2 separate regions of the Mus musculus genome follow, and region 1 is linked to region 2. Evidence: chromatin contacts called from public Hi-C data. All regions are on one chromosome and are shown on one strand. Each heading gives the region's core, a stretch centred on a gene start, on an enhancer-like site or on the middle of the called end of the contact. The rest is flanking DNA. Distances are from core to core; before and after follow the strand shown.

Region 1 (5,174 bases), core at 901-3,400, 150 kb before region 2:
TCCATGGATATAGGTATATATGTGTGTTTGCATATATATATATATATACACACACACACATATATATATATATGCGCTACACAGATGATAGTGTTAATTTTGATCACATGTTAAAGCTGATGAAACGAGTCAGGTATCAATCCTTTTGTGTGTAAAGTTGATAGCTGGTTTATCAGTTGTACCCAGAACTATCAACGTTGGCTGAAATCACTTAGGTTTTGGTGCTAAGTTTTGAAAGGAACAACTGGCCTTTTTGATAGCACCTGCAGGTTAGGAGCAACATCTTGGTTATCTGCTGGCCCAGCATAGACGCCACTGGCATTTGTTGAGCAGGTCTGAAGCTGTATGTGGCACTTAACACTGTATCTCCCCTGCAGTCTCCACCCACGAGGAAGAGATGCCTTTTCTTGTGGAGCCCGACATTTAGAACCTCTTTTGTAGACACCATTTTGAAGTATACCATTCATCCCCAGCGCTTCTGATGTCCTCTTTCAGTTGCAAAATGTCAAACTAAAGCAAGCCTCTTAGAGGTTTCTACATTTAGACCTGGGGGGAGATGCAGGAAGTTGTTCTGTGCTCTGACACACGGACACACAATCTGCATAATCGTTGCTCTGCTGGAGAAGAAATAGGCATGCTCTCGGAAAGTGTGCAGTGCAAAGCCAATAAAACAAGGGGCTATGGCTCAGTAGGGTTGGTCTCTATCAAGACCAGAGAGACAGGCAGGCAGGCAGACAGACAGACAGGTAGGGAGAGAGGGAGGGTGAGAGAGAATGAGGAAAGGGGCGACAAAAGTAAGACAAGGGACAGCAACATAGGAAGATGAGATTCGAACTAAAGAATTCAACTCTCAAAACTTACGGGTACTCATTTGTGTTTTCTTTCTGTGCTGAGGACTGAACGTAAGACCTCATGTATGCTGGCTAAGTACTCTACTACTGAGTTGCACTCTGAATCGCTAGAGAGAGGAATCATTACAATTGCCCTGTGCATACGGTGTATGTGTGTGTGTGTGTGGGGGGGGGACAGCATTCTTGATTCCTTAGGACCAGCTTTCTAATACGAAGTCTTCCAAGAGTAGAATGGGCCACTTTGTGAGGTGGCGAGTTATATGATGCTGAAACTAGTTGAGCCAACCCACATAGAAGAAAGTCTAAGTGCCTCCCAAGCTCTCTGGCATTTCTATGTGACTGATCAGCACGTGGGCAGACTGTCAGGTGGGCTCTCTGTGGTGATGGGGCAGTTCTGTTCTACAGCGTGATGTGGCAGCAGCCAGCCATTGTACAGATGGGAGACTGACTTATGCATTTAACATAATGGCAATCAATTTACTCTTAACTAGTTGCAGATGGCTCCTCACGATCTAGAAATCTGATGTTTTCCAGCAATTGTTATCACTCACAACATCACCTGCTGTGCTGGACACTATTAAAATTGCTACACCAGGATATATTCCTGCTTTTAGAGTAAATATCCTTCAGAGAGGTATGGGCTTATGTAGAAATACTGAATCAGATAAGGTCTAAGGGGAGGCTAGCAATCAAACCCATGTCCAGTTGGGAAGTGCACACAGGAAGGGACTTCAGTGCAGAGCCATGGTTTTGGGAAGCAGATGGGTATGACTAAAGCTCTTGTCCCTTCCTGTCTGGGGTATAAGGTAAGCTGCTCTGGGCTCAGCCATGAAGGCGTGATGCTGCCCCTAAATAACGCTTCCCCCAGGGCTCCCTCCGTGGAGTGCTAGGTTTTTCAACAATGGTAGAGATTTCTTGTGATGCGATAAAGTAACCTCAAGATTCATGTCGCTTCACCAGAAACAGGAAGTTATTCTAGAATTTGTTGTTTCAGATCAGAAAGAGACCTCAGAGATTATATAATTGAATCCTATGTTGTATAGAGAAGAAAACAAAAGTCCAAAGCCCAGAGCAGACTCGGCACTTGCCAAGGTCACGTGGGTTGTTTTTAACAGTAGGATATTTTATTTGTGTAAATAAAGATGTAGCACACAGCAAATAACCATTCATCTAAAATCTAATCTTTTCCTTAAAAATAAAGACAAATATGTTCCTTTTGAATGCTGTAAGAGCTAAAGTCGGTCAGGGGTGTTGTCTGGGCTTTGCTAGTGTTCTGAGACACGAGACCTTCTCTCAAACCTGGGTATGTACAGGACTGGACTTGTGCCTGTACCTGCTTCAACAAGTTCATCACATGTGGGCCAGGAGACAATGACCCTGTGCACTCTTGTTCTCTCCAAGGAAACCCAATGTTTCCAGGAAGAAATTACCCAGGACCCCGTGCTTGCCAGGAAAGTGCTCTACCACTGTGCTACAATGAAGATCATTCTCCCTTCACGTTGCCTAGAGCCGCCCTGAAGTCTCCAGGAGGATCACAAAATCTAAACAAACAAGTTGTGTTTTCGGTTTGTCTTCTTTAAAACCAAACTTCACCCATGTGAAACTGGCTGGTGTGCTTCAAACAGGGAAGGCTTCTAGGTGCTTTCTGAGTTTGTTCTGACTCACGTCTTGGCTACCTATTTGTTCTCTGACATAGGGGGACTCTCTTCTCAGTGTAACCCATTGATTCTTGCCATATCCCCATTGTTTTTCCATTACCACATAAAGCTGTCGCCCAGCCCCTGGAACAGTTGTAGAATCTTGAAAACATTCAGAGGATTGTTTAATGCAGCACTCAGATTTTTGAAGTTCAGAAGTTCGATAAAAGGCATCAAGTGTTGTGTTGCACTCTGGTTTTTTCTTACAGTAACCAGTTGATTTTTTCACAGGGCTGCTGGCTTTCTCCTGGGGTTCTCTGGATCTAGTACAGCTCTCCAAGCCTGGAAGCCTCTCACTGACTCCTTAATACTACCTGTCAAACTTCCTTTTAGTTTACTCTCTACCTACATAACACATCATCTCTTTAGTCAGACGTCTTTCCTCATCATGGCCTCTTGTTTGGGATGCTCCTCAGGGCTTTCTTGTGTAGCACCCCACATCTCATCTCCACTCTCCACGGCCAGTAGGTCCTTCAAGAACAAGCTTAAAGATGTTTCTCATAGAAAGTGCCCCCATCTGAGCTACTAAGGCATGGGATCATTGAACTTCTCATGTTCTTTAGCTGGAATGCTGAGCTGCTGTCTCCAACCTTTCAGGCAGCTGATACCATTGTGGTACTGAGATGCAGTTAGCAGTGTGCAGTAGAAGACCATGTCTGGTCTACAAATTCTACTTTTGCAAACACCACACCCTTTCCTCCTGCTTTCCTGGCTGGCATCCTAGATAATCTGGAAAGTTCAAGTTGAAGCGTTACTGGAGGAAACAATATTTGCCCTATGTTACAACTCAGAAGGGAACTGACTGCCACTGTGTTCAGTCACAGAGATGTGGGATAGCATTTGGTCAGGTTAGTATGTATTGTTATTTAATTCTTACAACATCTCTATGAACTAGACAGCATCCCCATTAAAGATGGGAAACAAAGACTGTTTAATTACACTGGAACTGCTAGTATTTGAACCATGTCTGACTCTGCATGCACTTGCCTTTTTCTTTCCCCTTCCTTTTCTTCTTTTTGTGCCCCTCCCACTTCTTTCTTTCTTCAAGGGCTCTCATATTTAAGGATTTGCCTAAAAGGAACCATGTTATGCACCTAGGAAGAAATGCATCACTTCCACACACTGCCAACAGATGGCAGCAGCGGCTGCCTGTAGGTTAGCATACCCAGGGAAGGGGTAGGTTATCTTCACTTCTGTATGTGCACAGAGCTGGGACATGCTTTGTCTATTCTCTGAGAAGTCCTCTCAATAATTGTAGGTTTTAGGTTATTCAGACACATGGGTCATCTATAGGCCTCTCTTTTCAAATGAGTAAGTTAGTCCAGAATCATTTAATAGTCTATTTGATCCTACTAAATTCTGACGTTACATTGTGTGCATATGAAGACATATGGAGAGATGGACCTCTGAAAAGAATGGTACATTTATTATCCACACTGCTCTGTCCATCTCTACCAAGGGGAACATGGGAAAGTTATTATCAATAAAAAGGTACCATGCTACACAAGTACCAAGTTTAAACTGTGGCTTTAGTTGTGATTTTCTATGTTTAAAGATTTTCTCCAATAAACACTTGTAGTCATATAATTTAAAAAGATGCCAGACAGATGGATGATAGATAGATACATGGTAGATAGATAGATAGATAGATAGATAGATAGACAGATGGATGGAGGAACAGAGAGACAGATGGACAGACAGGCAGACAGATAGATAGGTAGCTAGATAGAAATGATACAAACAGTCCACTGATGCCAAGGTGATGGACAGAAGGCTTGGAGGACAGAATGGCTGGTGAAATAGCCCTGATCTGTCATTCACCCACACTGTGGCTTTTGGAGATCATCTTCCATTCCACCCATCTGCAAAGAAGAGGAAGTTAATACATCCACACCTTAGGGTTTTGTGAGGATAAAACCCAGTATGAGCCAGAGGGCTTGGGAATGAGATATTGGGAGAGCAGACAGGTGATTTACATGGAATTGCATGGAAATGCTCCCCAGTTCTCATATAGAAGATTTATGGTAATTATTTACTATCACTTGCTTTGTTTATGTAAGTTACTTTCTGGTGGGCATGTAATAACATGTCATGGAAGAAAGCCTGCTGAGGGCCAGAGCTGTATCGCAGCTGATAAAAACGCGCCTTGCAAGCGTAAAAACTTAGGTTTGAACTCATAATAAACCAAAACCAAAACAATCTAGGTGTTGTGGTGCTTGCTTGTGATTTTAGTACTGGGAAGATGGAAGCAGGTAGATCCTTGCCTGGAGTTTGCTGCCCAACCAGTTTAGAACTTGGAAAACACACACACACACACACACACACACACACACACACACACACACACACACACATGAAAGCAGAAACTAGCAGATCCTGGATTAATCTCACACGGGCATTTCCCCCACCAGCTCTGGCTTTGTGGGTAATGTCCACTGTTCACTCACGGTACTTGTTAGAGGCACTAGGGAAACATATCTGTGGTTTTTCCTCTCTTTATGGGTCATTTCCCTTCCTGTTCTCTCTTGCATGCATTCTTCTATGCCAAATTCACTTGAGCCCCAGGCTCACACTCCCATGTTTAATTCATTGACTCGGTCACCCACACGGTTACCCTTTGCATACT
Region 2 (5,414 bases), core at 47-2,546:
TCTCTACCAGTTGATTTGGAACTATGTTCCTACTCCATCACGCAGCCAGTGTACTACACGGAGGATAAGGAATCCAATGTATCCTATTCAGGTGACCCACTGAGAACACGTGGGATAGTCCCTAGCTATTACTCTCAGAGTGCCCAGGTACTTTTAGGATAAACCCAAATCTACTGAATTAGGGGGAAGAAGGTTGGCAAGATGGCTCAGTGGTAAAGGCTAGGTAGAGGCTAGTAGCAGAGGTAGGCACACAGACTGGATGACTTTTGTGTTTAGATTTCTGAGTCACACAAGGTGACAGGAGAGAAGTTACTAGCAAGAGTTGGTCTCTGACCTCCACAGGTGTACTGTGGCACACACACACACACACACTCATAATACATGTGCACAAATGCATGTACACATACATACACACATGCATACATGCACACACACACACTCATATACACACGCACATAAACATGCTCACACACACATACATGTGCACGCACATGCACATACTCATACACACATGAACACATGTGTGTGTACACACGTGAAAATATTTTTTAAAAATGAAAGTGCAACTAGAGACATATAAAATAACACCAACATCCTTAGATGCAACCCTTCCTGAGAATTTGTTGGACATCATACTCTTTTTAAAAAGCATAATAAACATCAAGACACTTACACAAAATATGTTAAATTAAATTTAAAACAACAACGACAAAATAGTACCTCAAGCTCAACAAGCATTTTAGGTGTCCTTAGCTTACTATTTCTCTGGCTAACTGTATGAAGCCATCTATCACCCTGTGTGCAATTAGCTCATTGTGTAGATAAGAAGGTAAAACCATCTTGAAACAGGAAACCAATATCCTTCCTGTCTAATCAACAAATCTAAAAGATTTATTCTTTTCATCTATCTCCTCTTGCGTTTGTCCACCACAACAGGCTGCTTACAGGTTCAGGATGGTTTTGACAAAGAGAACATTTTCATGAGTTACTTTTGTGTCTCCACCCCAAAGAGGAAAATTTGTTTCATACAGAAGGCGTTCATTGTATGAATTAAAACTGCCACCTAAGTGTGGGCTAACCCGACCAAGAGGGATTTCACCTAAATCCATTCAGTCAGTGTATGGGGGTTTAAAGAAATTCCAGAGAGTCATCAGAAGAGGAAAAACAAAGGTAATGCTTTCTGCCACACAGGTAGACTCTTTGAAAATATGTGTAATATGTAAAACATCGTGACACCCCCATATTATTTTTCCAGCATTAACAGTATAAATTGCCTCCCATGCTGAAGAGCTGCCTATCACCCTTGCTAATCACTCCTCACAGTGACCTCAAGTCCTGCAGGCATGTACAGCATGCAGCTCGCATCCTGTGTCACATTGACACTTGTGCTCCTTGTCAACAGCGCACCCACTTCAAGCTCCACTTCAAGCTCTACAGCGGAAGCACAGCAGCAGCAGCAGCAGCAGCAGCAGCAGCAGCAGCACCTGGAGCAGCTGTTGATGGACCTACAGGAGCTCCTGAGCAGGATGGAGGTAAGTGCACAGCCATCCCATCTATAGGCAATACCTTTAGCTTTCTTGCCAAAGGCTGTGTTTAATAACCTTTAATAATAATGTGTTACGCTTTCTCAGAATTACAGGAACCTGAAACTCCCCAGGATGCTCACCTTCAAATTTTACTTGCCCAAGCAGGTGAGTGAGTTTCTGTGTTTAACTGGTGCTCTAATGAATTCAAAGTAACATACATGTGTATAACGTGTAAATAACATGTGACCAGATGAATAGTACCTCATCTGAAGAAAATAAGTTTCTCTGATATCTCTCTGTAAAAAAATCTTGACAATGGTACTTCTTTTAAATGGTTTTCTTTACATTTTTCCTGTGTATTTATGTGTTGGGAAAGGGAATGAGAAGAAAATGCAAGATGATTGCATTTTGATGCTGGGATAATTTAAAGACTGTTGATTTCTGTTTTATGCTTGTCCTACAGATATTTGAGAGAGGTGCATTATTTCAGCTTCTTAAATGTAAAAATTGACTTGAGAGGGTCTCATTTTACACACACTTTACTGTTTTAAGAATGATTCCTATGACTGCATTTTTGAGGAGCAGCATAACCAATGTTAAGATTCTAGGGCCAATGATCTGCAGTGGAGTCCAGCCCTGCTAGGGCCTAGCTCTCATGGCCTCAGGAAGTTGTCTATGCTCATTCACCCACTTACATAAATGATCATTGCTATGCTTATCACTTGTCAGGTTTCAGAACAGTGTCTGGCCAACAGCACATAAACACACTATTAGTGCTAGAGAAGAAGTCCGAGATGTATAAAACAATTTTGGATTTATACAGTCTCTTTTAACTAGTGGAACTAGAGAGCTGTAATATTACTACATGATACTATCTCTCAATATTGAAAGGTTTTTTGGTCTCCTTTGGAGGCAGAATGTTGTGTGATACAAAACAGCTTACACAAGCTCTTAGAACTCCAGCAAGGGTAGAAATTTGCTCTAGTCCCGAAAGTCAAAAGAGAATGGATAACTTTGGTCCTAGAAAGAGCTTGTCCCAAGTAAATCCAAGCCTAGAGCAAAATGGGATCTAAGGGGACAAAGAGGCAGCTGTTGACCCATTCCTATTGAGTCAGGGGAACTTTGCCTCTAGCTGTTCTACAGGAGATGAAAAAGAAAGGCCCCAGTTGCTCTTCCAGCTTAATTACAGTCACATAATGTTCAGCTCCCACAGTAACAAACTGGAGAGTTCTGTGAGGGAAGGAGCTCCACACTGAATACCCAAGACACACCATAACAAGTTGGAAGGTCAATAGCAGACCAATCAGGAACTACGTGTTATCTTGTCAAACCTCTTCCTCTAAGGATTGTTAGAGAAACAACAGAGATCATGTTAATTTAGAGAGTGGTGAAATTCCTAGAAATCTAAGTTTTAAAATAATTATTGAAAACAAGAGTAATGTGGTAAATTCTGCTGATGTTTTCATTTAACCTGCATTCGGTATGTAAGATTTTAAAAACAATAGAAGCATGTAATTCAAAGGCTGTGGTTAATGAAAGGAGCGACCGACCGACCGGGCCACCCTTGCTCCCCGTTCATGTGGTTGTGGGAAAGACACTGATTGTGAGACTTGGTAAAATGGAGATAACACAGTTCACTGTAGACTTAAAGCAGCTGACTTTATGGAAATCATAGTGTACTATAGAGCTAGACAATATCCTTTTTCCCTGTATATGTATGTAAGTATGCATGATGTATTTAAACATTATTTCATACATGGATCAGAAAAATTCTCCCAAGTGTTCTGCCAAAATGTTATGACTTTTTTCATTGGGACAAATAGATTTTACATTTTATGTATGTATGTATGTATGTATGTATGTATGTATGTATGTATGTATGTATGTATGTGTGGAGGTGCATGTGTATCACAGTGTAACTGTGGAGGTCAGAAGACGAAATATGAAAGTTGGGCCATTCTTTCCACAATGTGGGTGGGTCACTGCAATTGAACTCAAATCATCAAGTTTGGTGGCAGGTACCTTTACCTTAAAAGCCATCTTCCTAGCTTGACATATGGGTTTTTAAAAAACTCATCTTTAGTAATTGCAGAGAAGTATAAATTTAAAAAATATTACATGTGTCTTCCTGGCTATCTTGACACCCCTCAGTCAGGGCCATGATAACCTAATCTGTAAGATTTAGGCCTATGACAGTTGGCATCCAAGGATTCCTGTCCCTTACCCTTCTGTGATTCTCAACTCTGCGATTAGATATTAGAATGTGAACCTTGCAGATTTCTTTGTAGATTGGAACAATAGTCTGAACTTGTGCTATGCATTGGTAGAGAAACACAGACTTTTTACAAAGTCTAATGAAGCCAGAAGAGCTCACTAGAGTGGCCTAACAGTCAAGGTGACCCTTATGGTTGTGAGCTCTTGCTCTTCTAGATTTATGGCATCGATTACCTCAGTCCCCCTTTACAGAGGACAGGGAGTGGTAAAAGCTATGTGCTGCCTTCTCTTGATTAGAGAGACTGCAGACTAACTTTCTGGCTCTTCAGTATGTGGTGAGCTGAGCTGATGGTTAAGCTTATTACTCCTCTAGGCCACAGAATTGAAAGATCTTCAGTGCCTAGAAGATGAACTTGGACCTCTGCGGCATGTTCTGGATTTGACTCAAAGCAAAAGCTTTCAATTGGAAGATGCTGAGAATTTCATCAGCAATATCAGAGTAACTGTTGTAAAACTAAAGGTAAGGTGTTGCTTTATTTGCTAATCTGGAAATAAAATAGAGAAGAAATGCATTTTTAAGTGGCTTGCCATTTCTGGTCTTTGATGGGTTCTGTGCATTTAGTCAGCCAAAGTTTAAAGTCACTGTGCAAGTGAATCCTTCCACTGTAGGATGATGCTAGAATTTCCACCTACCATCACCTGCAAGGAAACTGGGAACATGAACACTCTGCTCCCTCCACACCAGCATAGAACTGGATGTGAGAGAAAGCACGGAGTAGAATTCCACAAGAAACAAGCAACTCTTGCTGGTGTTACATTCATCAGATCAGAAAAAATTATCTGAAAAGTTTTTCCAGAGAAGTTGTGCTGGTATTGGTAGAAAAACAGACATTTCTCTCCAAAAATGGCAGCCATTAAAATGGACAGAGCAGGACGGGGAGAGCCCACTGCAGAGCTTTGTTTTTAAATGCACAAGAATCATGGACTCTGGTGAGACAGTAGCAGCAAGCCTCCAAGAGGGTGTGGGCTAGTCCTTTCCAAACCAAAGTCACATTTCAGTGCACTGTTTCCATTTGAGGTTTTGTTTTGTTTGTTTTTGTTTTTTTTGTTTGTTTGTTTCTTGTTTGTTTGTTTGTTTGTTTTTTTGAGACAGGATTTCTCTGTGTAGCCCTGGCTGTCCTGGAACTCACTCTGTAGACCAGGCTGGCCTCGAACTCAGAAATCCGCCTGCCTCTGCCTCCCAAGTGCTGGGATTAAAGGCCTGCACCACCACTGCCCAGCTTCCATTTGAGGTTTTTAAAGCAGGCTGAAATACACATCATCTAGACGTTGAAAGGTGTGAGTACTTACGTATGCTAAGATGGATGCTCTAAAATCGAGTACTTACGTATGCAAAGATGGATGCTCTAAAATCTATGGCCAACATCAGAAAGTTCACCCCTAATGAATGGTACAAACTTTAGAGCTACATGAGAACTAGAAAAATGTTTCAAGGGCCACATATTTTTAAAAATGAAAAATTCAAGACATTAGAATATTGAAGTAGCTATGTAAAGAGGGTATATAAGACCACAGCAGCTTATTTGAAAAGGAGTATTTATTTAAAAGGAATAATCTGCCTCATTTGACTTACAAGGAATTAGTCAGATTTGGAAAAGCCATCCCATAAATTTG

Evidence for each region. Hi-C and Micro-C count contacts between places; a contact is called where the count stands out from the background.
Region 1: a Hi-C map of Th1 cells shows a contact between it and region 2, with 2.9 times the contacts expected there. The contact joins the enhancer-like site here to the promoter of Il2 in region 2. A contact is called at or near these places in 2 of 484 Hi-C or Micro-C datasets (Th1 cells and group 2 innate lymphoid cells), 1 of 115 datasets of contacts at active chromatin or transcription factors (CD8 T cells) and 2 of 9 other capture datasets (adipose tissue and liver).

Annotation. Positions count from the first base shown.
Region 1 is chr3:37,269,912-37,275,085 of GRCm38.p6, reverse strand. No RefSeq gene overlaps it. Among named protein-coding and RNA genes, the nearest start is that of Il21, 40 kb to the right of the region's middle. Within about 2 kb of position 2,150, at least 16 of the 459 cell types and tissues checked have an H3K27ac peak or open chromatin away from gene starts, as enhancers often do. A contact at or near this core is called in CD8 T cells and Th1 cells, where this site is marked.
Region 2 is chr3:37,121,836-37,127,249 of GRCm38.p6, reverse strand. Il2 (interleukin 2) reads left to right here and starts at 1,296. Exons shown (of 4, transcript NM_008366.3): 1 at 1,296-1,532; 2 at 1,632-1,691; 3 at 4,114-4,260. The coding sequence starts at 1,344.